3 separate regions of the Mus musculus genome follow, and regions 2 and 3 are each linked to region 1. The links are chromatin contacts, called in public HiChIP or PLAC-seq and promoter capture Hi-C maps. All regions are on one chromosome and are shown on one strand. Each heading gives the region's core, a stretch centred on a gene start, on an enhancer-like site or on the middle of the called end of the contact. The rest is flanking DNA. Distances are from core to core; before and after follow the strand shown.

The links. HiChIP or PLAC-seq counts read pairs in DNA pulled down with a chosen protein or histone mark. Capture Hi-C pulls out chosen DNA fragments and counts their contacts.
Region 2: a promoter capture Hi-C map of pancreatic islet shows a contact between it and region 1, with 5 times the contacts expected there. The contact joins the promoter of Zkscan8 here to the promoter of Btn1a1 in region 1. A contact is called at or near these places in 5 of 39 promoter capture datasets (the 3T3-L1 cell line, the HPC-7 cell line, cranial neural crest and 1 more) and 3 of 9 other capture datasets (liver, macrophages and pancreatic islet).
Region 3: a contact with region 1 is called in an H3K4me3 HiChIP or PLAC-seq map of stem cell-derived neural progenitor cells, with 9 times the contacts expected there. The contact joins the promoter of Pom121l2 here to the promoter of Btn1a1 in region 1. A contact is called at or near these places in 4 of 39 promoter capture datasets (hematopoietic stem and progenitor cells, hippocampal neurons and liver), 2 of 484 Hi-C or Micro-C datasets (bone marrow-derived macrophages and uterus), 14 of 115 datasets of contacts at active chromatin or transcription factors (the 230-238 cell line, T-cell acute lymphoblastic leukemia, bone marrow-derived macrophages and 6 more) and 3 of 9 other capture datasets (adipose tissue, liver and macrophages).

What each region holds. Positions count from the first base shown.
Region 1 is chr13:23,464,148-23,467,998 of GRCm38.p6, reverse strand. Btn1a1 (butyrophilin, subfamily 1, member A1) reads left to right here and starts at 2,098. Exons shown (of 8, transcript NM_013483.3): 1 at 2,098-2,217; 2 at 2,776-2,897; 3 at 3,417-3,767. The coding sequence starts at 2,819. It overlaps Gm52036 (a long non-coding RNA gene), which reads right to left and starts at 3,575. Exons shown (of 2, transcript XR_003950563.1): 1 at 3,403-3,575; 2 at 2,511-3,297. It overlaps n-TYgta8 (a tRNA gene), which reads right to left and starts at 923; the gene lies at 834-923.
Region 2 is chr13:21,529,273-21,533,123 of GRCm38.p6, reverse strand. It overlaps Zkscan8 (zinc finger with KRAB and SCAN domains 8), which reads left to right and starts at 2,010. Exons shown (of 6, transcript NM_139141.4): 1 at 2,010-2,179. It overlaps Gm32724 (a long non-coding RNA gene), which reads right to left and starts at 2,055. Exons shown (of 5, transcript XR_001780870.1): 1 at 1,970-2,055.
Region 3 is chr13:21,979,003-21,982,853 of GRCm38.p6, reverse strand. It overlaps Pom121l2 (POM121 membrane glycoprotein-like 2 (rat)), which reads right to left and starts at 1,673. Exons shown (of 1, transcript NM_001162928.1): 1 at 1-1,673. The coding sequence starts at 1,293.

The DNA.
Region 1 (3,851 bases), core at 849-3,348:
GGAGGCCCCTGGAATTTTAATTACGGACCATGTGGGAGCTGGGAGCTGAGCCCGGGCCCTCTGCAAAAGCAGCCAGCGCTCTTAACTTCTAAGCCATCTCCTCAGACTTCAAATATAATACAATTATTAACTTTAATTTTTAAAAAGTCCACACAGAAAGAAGACCAGACCTCAAAATAGACAGCGACTGGTCTGGAGGACTCCAGTCTAGATTTTACCGAGTGGTCAGCTAATCCAAGAGAAATGCCCAGCCTTGTTACACCACAAAGGTGATAATGATGATACTAAATTTCACTAATTTTCATATAAGCATGTAAGATAATACCTCTTGTTGCTTGCAGGCCTGAAGGACACTCTTTAGGATGCTATGATCTTTTTAATATTGTAGGGAAGGTCACTGATAACATATATATTTATGCCCTTTGAGTCAATGGCTTTATTCATGGAACTGGATCAAACAGCATATCGGGTAGTTATCATAGTTAGAAACAAAGAGCTACAAATAAAAATGCATATCTTTTTTCTATTTTCTTCTTCTTCCTCCCTCCTCCTCTTCCTCCTTTTCTTTCTTGTTTCTTCCTTTTTTTTTTTTTTTCCCAGGCAGGCTCTCACTGCATTGCTCTAGTTGTCCAGGAACTTGATCTGTAGATCAGGCTGGCCTCAAACTCTTCCTACCTCTGCCTCCCGAATGCTAGGAATAGAAGCATGTGTTAGCATGTCTGTTTTACTGTGCGTTTAAAAAAAAAAAGTTTATCTTGCCCTTACTGTTTGCTACAGGCTAGTAAAACAAACAGACATGGTAGATCGATCTATCTGAGTTACAAAAACAGACCTCCTTCGAGCCGGATTCGAACCAGCGACCTAAGGATTTCCAGGTCGAATACTCCTACAGTCCTCCGCTCTACCAACTGAGCTATCGAAGGATACCATGTATAGTGCCTAGCAAAGTCACAAGTAGCTTAGAGGAGCCACTATGCCTGATTTTAAGCAGTGCTGGGATCTAACTCAGGGCTTCATGAATGCTAGATGGACCTTCTACCAAATGCCAAGTGCATTCTTTTTTTTTTTTTTTTTAATTAGGTAATTTCCTCATTTACATTTCCAATGCTATCCCAAAAGTCCTCCATACCCTCCCCCCGAAGTGCAGTCTTTATACTAGAAAAAGAACTAGAAATCTCATAATCTTCGCAAATATATGCGTATTAGCTATGCTATGAACTATGCAGGAAAACTTACTATGAACTTATCACTATGAACTGATATATATTGTTCTTAAATTTTATTTTATATTTATGTACAGCATAGAAACAATCATTGATAAAACTGTTTTTTTTCTTTATCTTTGCATTTTTTCAGTAATAAATGAAAATTCAAAACCAAATAAGAAATTGCTGATCTCATGACTGATGGCAGGGTGAAGCGCCAGGTCCTTGTGCAGTTATACCTTGAAGGTGGACATCCAGTGGACTCCTGCCACCCACACCCACATTCCTGAAGGTGTCTCATGGAAAAGATCAGGGAGGGAGAGCTGCAGCCATTGTGGACTCACTCTTTAGCTATTCACAGATGTAATGACAAAGTAATTTACTTTCTGGGCTCCTATTCTCTTGCCTGTTTTGTTTCCAATACTGTTTGTGTCTAATACTTTTCCAACTTGGCATAATTCAAACAAGGTATTAGTAACATTAGTCTTTTTCTTAAAAGTAACAAACACCCCACTCTCTTTTGTTTTGTTCTCCATATGTAGCTCTTGCAAGTCTGGATCTTGCTATGAAGCCCAGACTGGCCTTAAACTTACAATGACCCCCGCCTGCGCCCCCCCCTCCCCCCCCATGAACTTGGGTTAAAAGAACTGAAGCCACAGAGTTAAATTCACAGGCTGATGGCCTCATGACTCATTTCAGTTGCTCAAGTCTTCTTTCTTTTTGTCCCCATTCCCTATATTCGGTACAGCTCTTTAATGCATATATCGTTCTCTTAGGGGAGGAGGATGAACCCAAACTACCTGACCACTAATCTGTAGTCCACATGTTTAAAAGGCTGCTCCTCCCCCCACCCCGAATAAATACACTTGGCCACCTGTGGGCAGGCTTCTCTAACAGCACACAGCCTTCTTCCTTCTGAAGAGCTCTCTCTTTGGCCCCGGGGTGACAAGCAGCCCTTTTCACTTGATCACTGTGGCTCTGGCTCCCTTTTCCTCTGGGTCTGTCGAAATCGGTAGGTGCTTCACTCTCAGCTCAGCTCTCTTTGTCTCTTCTCTGTACTAGGCTTTCTGTTCCTCAAGCTCTTCAGCTCTGCCTCTCCCCTCTCTCTCAGACTTTGTCAAGACTGTATGTACCTCACGGTGTAACTCCCAGAGATCACCCTCCTGAGAGCTGCTGGGCTTACAGTTGAGAAACACACCTTGTCTTTCTCTCCTCCTTCGTTTCATTTCATGTTCTCCATTTCTACCTCCGTGGCTTTATCTTCATTATCACTTCTAAACACGAATAACAAAGTATCCCACTCGATTCGATTTTACTTTATTGTTTTATTGTTATTGTAAATGAGGAGATTTCTTCATTATCTACAACTGTGCCTCGCGGCTCCATTCTGGAGGCAGTCGAGGGCTGGAGGACCAGACGTACAGAGGAAGGGTATGGGGCAGGCGCTGTTGTAAAATGGACTGAAAATGACCCTGTAGGGGAAATACAGAGCCCTCCAGGTTGGAAGAAACTGGTGGAGAACAGGGCGCTTGCGGAACCCATAGTTACCTCCTGACTGTTTCTCTCCCAGCCTGAAGCTCTTGGCGGGCTTCATTGCCCCAGTTAGCTCAGAGATGGCAGTTCCCACCAACTCCTGCCTCCTGGTCTGTCTGCTCACCCTCACTGTCCTACAGCTGCCCACGCTGGATTCGGGTAAGTTTCTGTTCTAGCCTTCTCTTTCTCGCAAAGTTGGAAGGTCCCTATAAATAAATACCTCTGACCCGGTTTGGCTCCTGGTGGGGGGACCTTCACCACAATCCAGTGAGTTCAAAGGAAACCCACTGCGGGAGGTAATACACACCTGCAATTGCAGCACCAGGTGGGCCCAGGCAGATTTTTCTGAGGTCAAAACCTGCCTGGTCTACATAGAGATAGCCAGAGCATCCAGGGTTACGTAGGGAGCGCCTAGTTGTTTTTCCTTTAAATCAAAGGAATTGGAACGCTAAGTGTGGTGGTGGTGCACCCCTGTAATGATCGCACTTGAGAATTGAGGGCAAGGAGCTCAAGGCTACATAGTGAGCTGGAGGCCACCTTGGGATTTATGAGATCCAGTCTGAAAAATAAACAGAAGAAAAGAAATAGCAGCCACCCCGAGTTCCTTTCTTTACAAGGAGACTGGCCGGTAGGTCCTCCATCCCAACCCATCGTCCTATCTGACCTTGTTTATTACAGCAGCTCCCTTCGATGTGACCGCACCTCAGGAGCCAGTGTTGGCCCTAGTGGGCTCAGATGCCGAGCTGACCTGTGGCTTTTCCCCAAACGCGAGCTCAGAATACATGGAGCTGCTGTGGTTTCGACAGACGAGGTCGACAGCGGTACTTCTATACCGGGATGGCCAGGAGCAGGAGGGCCAGCAGATGACGGAGTACCGCGGGAGGGCGACGCTGGCGACAGCCGGGCTTCTAGACGGCCGCGCTACTCTGCTGATCCGAGATGTCAGGGTCTCAGACCAGGGGGAGTACCGGTGCCTTTTCAAAGACAACGACGACTTCGAGGAGGCCGCCGTATACCTCAAAGTGGCTGGTGGGTACAGACGGGATGTGTCGCCTCGTCACTCCGCGCGGAGACTCTCACTTTGGGGAGAATCATCGTGTTCATTCTCCAAAT
Region 2 (3,851 bases), core at 761-3,260, 1.9 Mb after region 1:
TCTTACATTCTAACCACAGAATCTTACATCAAAACAGCAACTGGCCCTGATAGAATCTTTAATCTTCCCTCTGGAATTTCAGAGGGAAATTCCAAGCCTCTGTCTTCAGCACTGCTTCCAACATTCTTGTCTTCCAAGCTCCTACAGAACACTGAGGTTTCAACAATCAATGGTCCTTCTAGCCCAAATGTCCAGTCCTTCCACATTTCTCCCCCTAAACATAATCAGGTCTGTCACAGCAATACCCTATACCCAGTACCAATTTGTATAGGGTTGTATTGCTATGATGAAACACCATGACCAAAAAGCAAATTGGAGAGGAAAGGGTTTATTTGGCTTACACTTCTAGATCATAGTCCATCATTGGAGGAAGTCAGGACAGGGACTCAAGCAGACCTGGAGTCAGGAGTAGATGCAGAGGCTATGGAGAAGGCTGTTTACTGTCTTGCTTCCCCTGCTTTGTCCAGCCTTCGCTCTTATAGAACCAGGACTATCATCCATGGATGGCATCACCCAGAATAGACTGTGCCCTCCTCCATTGATCACCAATTGAAAAAATGACCTACAGCTGGATCTCATGGAGGCATCTTCTCAACTGAGGCTCTTTCCTCTCTGATGAATCTAATTTATGTCAAGTTGACACACAGAACCAGCCAGTACATGTAATAAATGCAGAAAAACCTTCATTCAACAAGAACATCTTGTTGGAAATTATAGAACACACACTGAAGTCCTATAAACATAGAGTATGGGAAAGATCTCAGTGGGCACAGAGGTGTTATTAAACATCAGAGAATCCATATAGGCTAAAACCCTATGGGTACATAAAGTGTGGAAAGCCTGTATAAGTTAGGCTCTAACTAGGTATCAGAGAATTTATAGAGTAAATTAGTTCTACTAAAAAGAGAACAGTACCAAAAATTACTTAGTGCTCAGGATTAATAGACAGAATCTACCTTAGAGACCACGAGTGCCCATAATGTGGGCAAAACTTCAATCATCATTTAAAAACTTGAATCAAAGAATATGAGTCAAATATTCTTTTATTTCTAATTTAGTTGTTTTGAAAGAGGAATCAACTTCAGAAGGCTTTAACCTATTTGTATTGACTTACATTTATAATACCAATTTTATAATCCCAAATTTATAATCACTTGATTTATGCTTTTAATCCCAACACTTGGGAAGGTGAGGCAGGAAGTTTGCCCTGCGGCCAGCTAGGGCTACAGAGAGACTTGATCTAAACTAGCAAAACAACAAAATGTAACCCTGTCTATTGTGTTCACTTGTGACCCAAGCTTGGCAATTCCTGGCTGAATATGACTTCTCCCTTCTGTTCTAGTTCTTTGCTTGTCCATTCGTTTATATGACACTAGGTAAGACATTCACATGTCCTCTGCCTCATTTCCTCGAGATGAGAATGAGATTCACCAACTCTATCTCAACAAGTTGAAACAGATAAAAGTTGTCTTTGACATTAAAAAGTAAACCAATGTTCATTGTTTTCCACCAATTTTCTATTTAAATTTTAAGTTAGGGGTCTGGTTATTTTGTAGACGTTTTGTTGTTTCCAACCATAAGTATCTGGAGGATGAGAACACTCATAGTCAAAGAGAAAGCAATGGTCAGTAGGAACTTTATAAATATACTACTGTTCCTAGGAACTACAAAGGTTTAAATTCTTCAATACGCAGTGAAAGTTGGGAATTTGGAGTAATCATGAAGCATTAATGGGAAAGCACAAGGTAACTAAGAAGAATAAAGAGAAATCCGTTAAGTATACTCCTGAGCCCAGCGCAGGCCTCTGGATCTGTGATCAGCCACCCAACTCTTAAACTTGTCACCTGAAGCCCGAGGCTGGCCAGACAAAAGCTTAGGTGACTTAAAGCTATGTCACTCCTCAGGATGTCCCGCATAGCCGCCCTCCACCTGGTGTAGCTGAGGGCGCTCGGTCCTTTTGCTGGCCTACCATAGAGCTGTCAGACCTCCGAGCTTCCTAGAGAGCTTCCGGAAGTGGCTGTGGGGCAAGATGCGTGCTGCCCGGCTCTGCGGCTCCAAGGGTTTGGAACTTAGCGGCTGCAGGGGTCCCGCTCGGGTTCGGTGTCCGTCGCGTCTCCTCGCGCGCTTCCCTGTCCGCGCTGTGCCGCCTCCCGCCCTCGGGCAGCGTGGGGAGCTCTCGGTGAGTGCGCTGGGCCGAGCAGGGGCGCTCGGGCAGCGGAGGCCCGAGAGCGGGGAGCGGGTCGGTTCAGGGCCTGCCGCCGCTGAGCAGGCCGACACCCGGCCCCAACTTCCTACGGGATGGCTCTCCTCATCGCCAGTCATCATGTATATAATTTTGCACTCGCTCTTACTTGTAAAGCCGGCCCGTGTACCAACTGTTTCTACTCAGCAGTTTTGCCGATCGGTCTCAAAATTCATTTTTAAAGATAATAATTTTTTTCTTTTGAAGCCTCTACCCCACGTGGAAATCTTTGATTTTTTTTTTTTTTGTTACTCTTTTTTTTTTTTTTCTACCCATAAAAGAAGTATATTATGAAAGTAGTTCATGTAATGGCTGAACAGTTGTATGCAAAAGAAATACTTTAAGTAATTCTGGGGTAACAAAATTAAACCTTATTCAGAATACTTTGCTTACCTAGTTTATTAAAGCTAACTGAAATAGAATCTTGAAAATTCGGTAGGTTCCCATTCCCAAAACTCGGGTCATTCATGAGTAATCTCTGTTGGATTTCTAAGACGTTGACCACCACTTGACCACATACTTCTATTTGTCCGATTCACTTAAGTATTGCTATGCAGCAATCATCATTTTAGTGAATGTGCACGTTTTGAGTTCCTTGTGGTTAAATATAAAAATGTCAGTCTTAAAAGCATTCATCAAAGCAACTTCCTTGAGAAGCCCATAGCCACGCTTGTGCGTCTGGCCCTCTCCTGAGTGCCTTTCTCCTAACCCTCATGCTCAAGCCTTATTAAAATAACTTTTAAAATCTCCAAAACAAACAAACAAAATGAATGAATGCCATTTCAGATAACTACAAAGCATGTTTGTTTCATCTACTTCTTCTTAATCTCTAAAACCTGGAGATTATCATTCCTGGTTTGTATTCGGTTCTCAGACATCTCTCAAGTTTAATTAATCAGAAAGGAAAGTACATCTCCTGCATCTCTTGAGAAGCCAGTATTTGAGTTGTGCCTTCCTTAGTTTTCAAGGCTTTAACATTTTCGATCCCGAATAAGCCTAAGATTGTTGCCTTTCCGTTCATAAGGCAATCATCCTGACCAGATGTTCTTCAAGGATGGTGTGTAGGGATCAGTGTTTCTCTGTAGGTACTTTCCAACACTGCAATGTGTATGCACAAAATTATTAGAGAGGAGAATGAAATGGCCATGTATGTTGGTGCATGCCCGTAATTAATTGCATGCTGTACTAGGGTTGGGAAATCACCAGTTTGAAAACAACCTTAGAGAATTTTGTTTTGTTTGGGGAGGATAGGTAAGGTCCACTCATGCCACAGTACCGTAGTGGAGGTCAGAGGACAATTGCAGGAGTCTGTCTTCTCCTTCCACCTTGTGGGTTCTGGGAAAGTAAACTCGGGTTGTCAGGCTCAGCAGTGGGCACCTTTATCTCCTGAACGGTCCCTCAGAGCCCCGTGTCTTTTTAACAGTACACCAGTCATATTGGATTGAGGACCTATCTTATTTCAGTTATAACTTCATGTTAATTTGATTATATCTATCTACAGTCTGCAAATAGGGTACATTTATAAGCATCTTTTTTGAAGACAGTAACATGAATGATGAGAAGCTTAACCAAAGTCAAGGAGAAGTCACCACTGCAGCCTTAGCAAGGG
Region 3 (3,851 bases), core at 424-2,923, 1.5 Mb after region 1:
ATCAGTGACTGGTGTTGTGGGAGAGCTTGGAGACGCCTGGGTGGAAGCAATTGAGGGATTTGAGTCTGAAGAGATGCCTTGGATGTGCTCTAACTGTGAGCACCCGAGTGGGGCAGGCATATTCTTCAAGCTTTCCAGCTGAGGGTTCACGTGGGTGCTAAGAACTCTCTCAGAAGACGACCGACTGAGAGACAAGGTAGGCTGAATTCCAGCCCTCATCTCTGGAATGGAGTCTCCGGCTGTCCCGGTTGTAGCTTCTGTGGTTTGGTTGCTCGGCACAGCTTGCCCCTCTAATGTTGGGTCCTCTTCAGTGACAACAGGACCTTGCTGGCAAGGTATAGTTAGCAGGTCCCTAGGGCCAGACTGCAGTAGAGGAATCTCTCCATTTAGCTGTCCAGAGCTGCTGGGTGTGACTGAGAGGTGAGAATTAGGACTCTCTCCTGCTTTTTTCAATGGCCATTCTGGAGTCTGGACTAATGTCCTGAGAAAATGTCTCTTCCAAGATCCTGAGAGCTCTCTAGAAGAACTGTAAGAACTGGTAATAGCATTTCTTTTTGTGCTGGGGGGGCCTTGGGTATGTATGCTGGCCACAAGGGCCCCAGAGAAGCAACCGGATCTCTTACATTTATCATCTGAGCTCTGGACATGGGGTCTCCTTTTCAGAGACCCAGGCCTGGCCACAAACGAAACAGTGGCCCCACTTTTCAACAGGGGCTTAAAGGCGGACCATACGGAGGCCGAATGCCTTTGGCTGTCGGAGGTGTCCGGGAACAGTGGCTCTTCCCACCTGGCTCTGCCCTTCCTGCACTGGAGGAGGGCCCTCAGCACCGGGTCCTTTCCACAGGGCCCTGGTGGCTCCTCTGAAGGTCCCGCGGAGTTCACCACTCTTGAGACCGGGAACAAGGGCCGTGGTCTCCGCTCAGGAGGCGAGATCTTGACTGTCACCGGACTCCATGTGGCCCGAGGGTGACGAAGGGACCAAATATTACGCTTCAGGTAACTTTCCCACCAGTCTGAAGGAAGAGAGCCCATGATGGGGTTCTGTGGCCTCTTCATGGGGAAGCGCCTCCAGGCCTCACTGACGAAAGCGGTAGGGTTGGCGGGATCCCAGTTGGGCGGCCTCCGGGCCGGCCTGTGTCTCCGAGCGGGCTGGGCGCGGTGGACATGCTGCACCCGGTGGACCTGGTAGAGGGGCCTAGCGGGTCGGCGGCTCGCAGGCTTCTCCCCTGAGTCTGCGCGCCCCTGTGCTGGGGACCGCGGCGAGGACCCCGCTTTGCCCAGGTAGCTGCCCATGCTGAGAGGCGCGGACGGGCGGTGACTTCTAGCCCCGTTTCAACCTCGGCGGAGGCGGCCGAATCCAAGCATCCGCTGCTCGAGTGACGGTTGGGCCACGAGCGCCAGAAAAGCGCGAGGGAACTGGGGAGCTGGCGACACGCGGGCCACGGCAACCACGTCAGCCCGCTCTGGGATCTGCGGTCTGAGCACCACACTGGCAGAGCTCATGGGGGCTCGGTGTCTAGCATCCAGGCAGGACCCGGCCTTGGACCTGGATGCGCATTGGTGCGCGTCCCAGTTCCCCAAACTCTGAGCTGGAAGCGACTCTGGGTGATTTGAATCCCTTCATCGTACGAGTGAACGTACGAGGGAACGAGTGGGTGTGCTCGAGAGGGCACAGGACCAGAGGAAGATGGAACTGTTTAGGCAGGCTATAGGGCATTGTGACTTGTCAATGGGAAAGGCAGCAGCCAGCTGAGGTAATGTCTGTGAGTTCTATCAGAGCCTCCTCATGGCCAAACCCAGCATCATACCTTCAGGGGATAAAGTCAGGATTTGTAACCTTGCACCCTGGCGGGAAAGGGTCTATTTAGAAGACACTTGGAGCTCCTCTTCCCGACCAAACCTCTATTCACTTGCAGAATTAGTGTGTTAAACAAGTTGATAGAAGTTGAAGGTAAAACTGACTTCTTAGGGGGATACAGAAAGTTTCACTCTACACCCCTATGCTGGCCAGTGGACCAAAGTATCAAAGAACTCTGCCTGGCCATGAGCTAGAATCTTACATTTCACCCAAAACAAAACAAGTAGCTAACCAAGCACTTTCTCAAAACAGTATTGACAAGCAAGATGGCCAAGTCTGAGCATGCACTTGGTGGAAGGAGTGAGCTAACTCCCATAAGCTGTCCGCTGAGCTCCAAATACACAATATAGCAATAGCGTGTGTGTGTGTGTGTGTGTGTGTGTGTGTGTGTGTGTGTATACATACACACTGTATATACATACATACTGTGTATACATACACACTGTATACACGAAATGTAATTTTTAAAATTTTAAGTAAGGTGGAGAGACTCTCCATGAGCACACGAAAGTACCCCACACATACACAGAGCTACTGTAAGACATTCAGGAAATATAGAAAGTAGAAACTTCTATGTCTCAACAATAGAGCATCTATCTACAAATGTGAAACAGTTCTAGAAGTTCACACTGAGATGCCCCTAGCATGTAAGGAGGGTAGGAATAAATAGGGCTGTATCCAGCTATTAAGTGTCCCCAGGAGGTGGTTGCATAGAGAAACTGGGGAAGGAGGTGAACTAAAATTTGAGTGAGGATGACTGAATGGGACATACGTTTACAATGTATGCTGAGAAAATCATTCAATTGTGGGAGTTCACCACACATGTAACAAAACAGAGTTTGCAAATCCACAGGAATGATTGCTGGTTGCTTAAGACTGGGGCAGAAGGAAGAATAAAGGAGAGGACAGAAAGGTAACAGTATAATGATTTGTGTGCTATTGTTGTTATCTTTTGTTTTGTTTTTGTTTGGTTGGTTTGGTTTGGTTTTGGTTTTGGTTTTTGGTTGTTTTGTTTTGTTTTGTTTTTGAGACAGAGTTTCTCTATGTAGCCCTGGATGTCCTAGAACTCACTCTATGTTGACCAGGCTGGCCTTGAACTCACAGAGACCTACCTACCTCTGCCTTCTGAGTGCTGGGATAAAAGGTGTGCACCATTGCCCAATTGTTGTTATTTTTTAAGTAGTAAAAATTGACTATTGGGATTTTTTATCGACCTGTCTTAAAAGAACCAAACTGAACAACAATGGCCAGGAAAGAGTTGAAGTCATGAGAGCCAGTTTAGAAGTCTGTGTACTATCTTAATGCTGAGTCTATTTCCAGCAAAGGCAGGGGCAAAAACAAAAACAAACAAACAAACAAACAAAACCCCATGGCCAAGCCAACAGTTCCCTTTCAGAGACCTCCATCCAGGTAAGGCTGAATCTTTGTCTTCACCACAGAAAAGAATTTCAGGCCAGGCCAGTGTGAAGCAAAGTTAGAGATTGGGTATAGGATTCAAGGGGACACTGAAGCAGACTGTTGGGGCTAAGAAGTTTAACTAAGGAACACAGAAGAGCATAGCAGAGGCTCAGAGGAGAAGCAATCCCACGGGGCAGAGTCAGGGTTCCTTCTTATAAACGAAAAGGCCAGGTGGCAGAAACCATGCAGGAAGTGGTAAAGTGGGCAGGTGAGCTCCCTAAGACTGCCCATCACCCACTGCGATGTGGCACAACCCCAGAGGCTTGCTTCTTGCTACTGCTGTGCTTTCTCAGGTTTGTCACTGCGCATTTATCTGGCTTAATGTGAGTGGACCCCAGGAGACCCCCGCTGCCTATAACTTGATATGATTATTTCCTGGATGACAGCCCACTCTGTTGTGTAAATTTCTTGCAGATCAAAATAAAGATCAAATTCTTGAGATAAAGCTGTCTAGATGGATTAATGATTTTATGGAATTTCTGAATTGATTTAAGTAGTTTTGGGAAGTTAGCTTGATTTTAAAATTTTGGGTAAG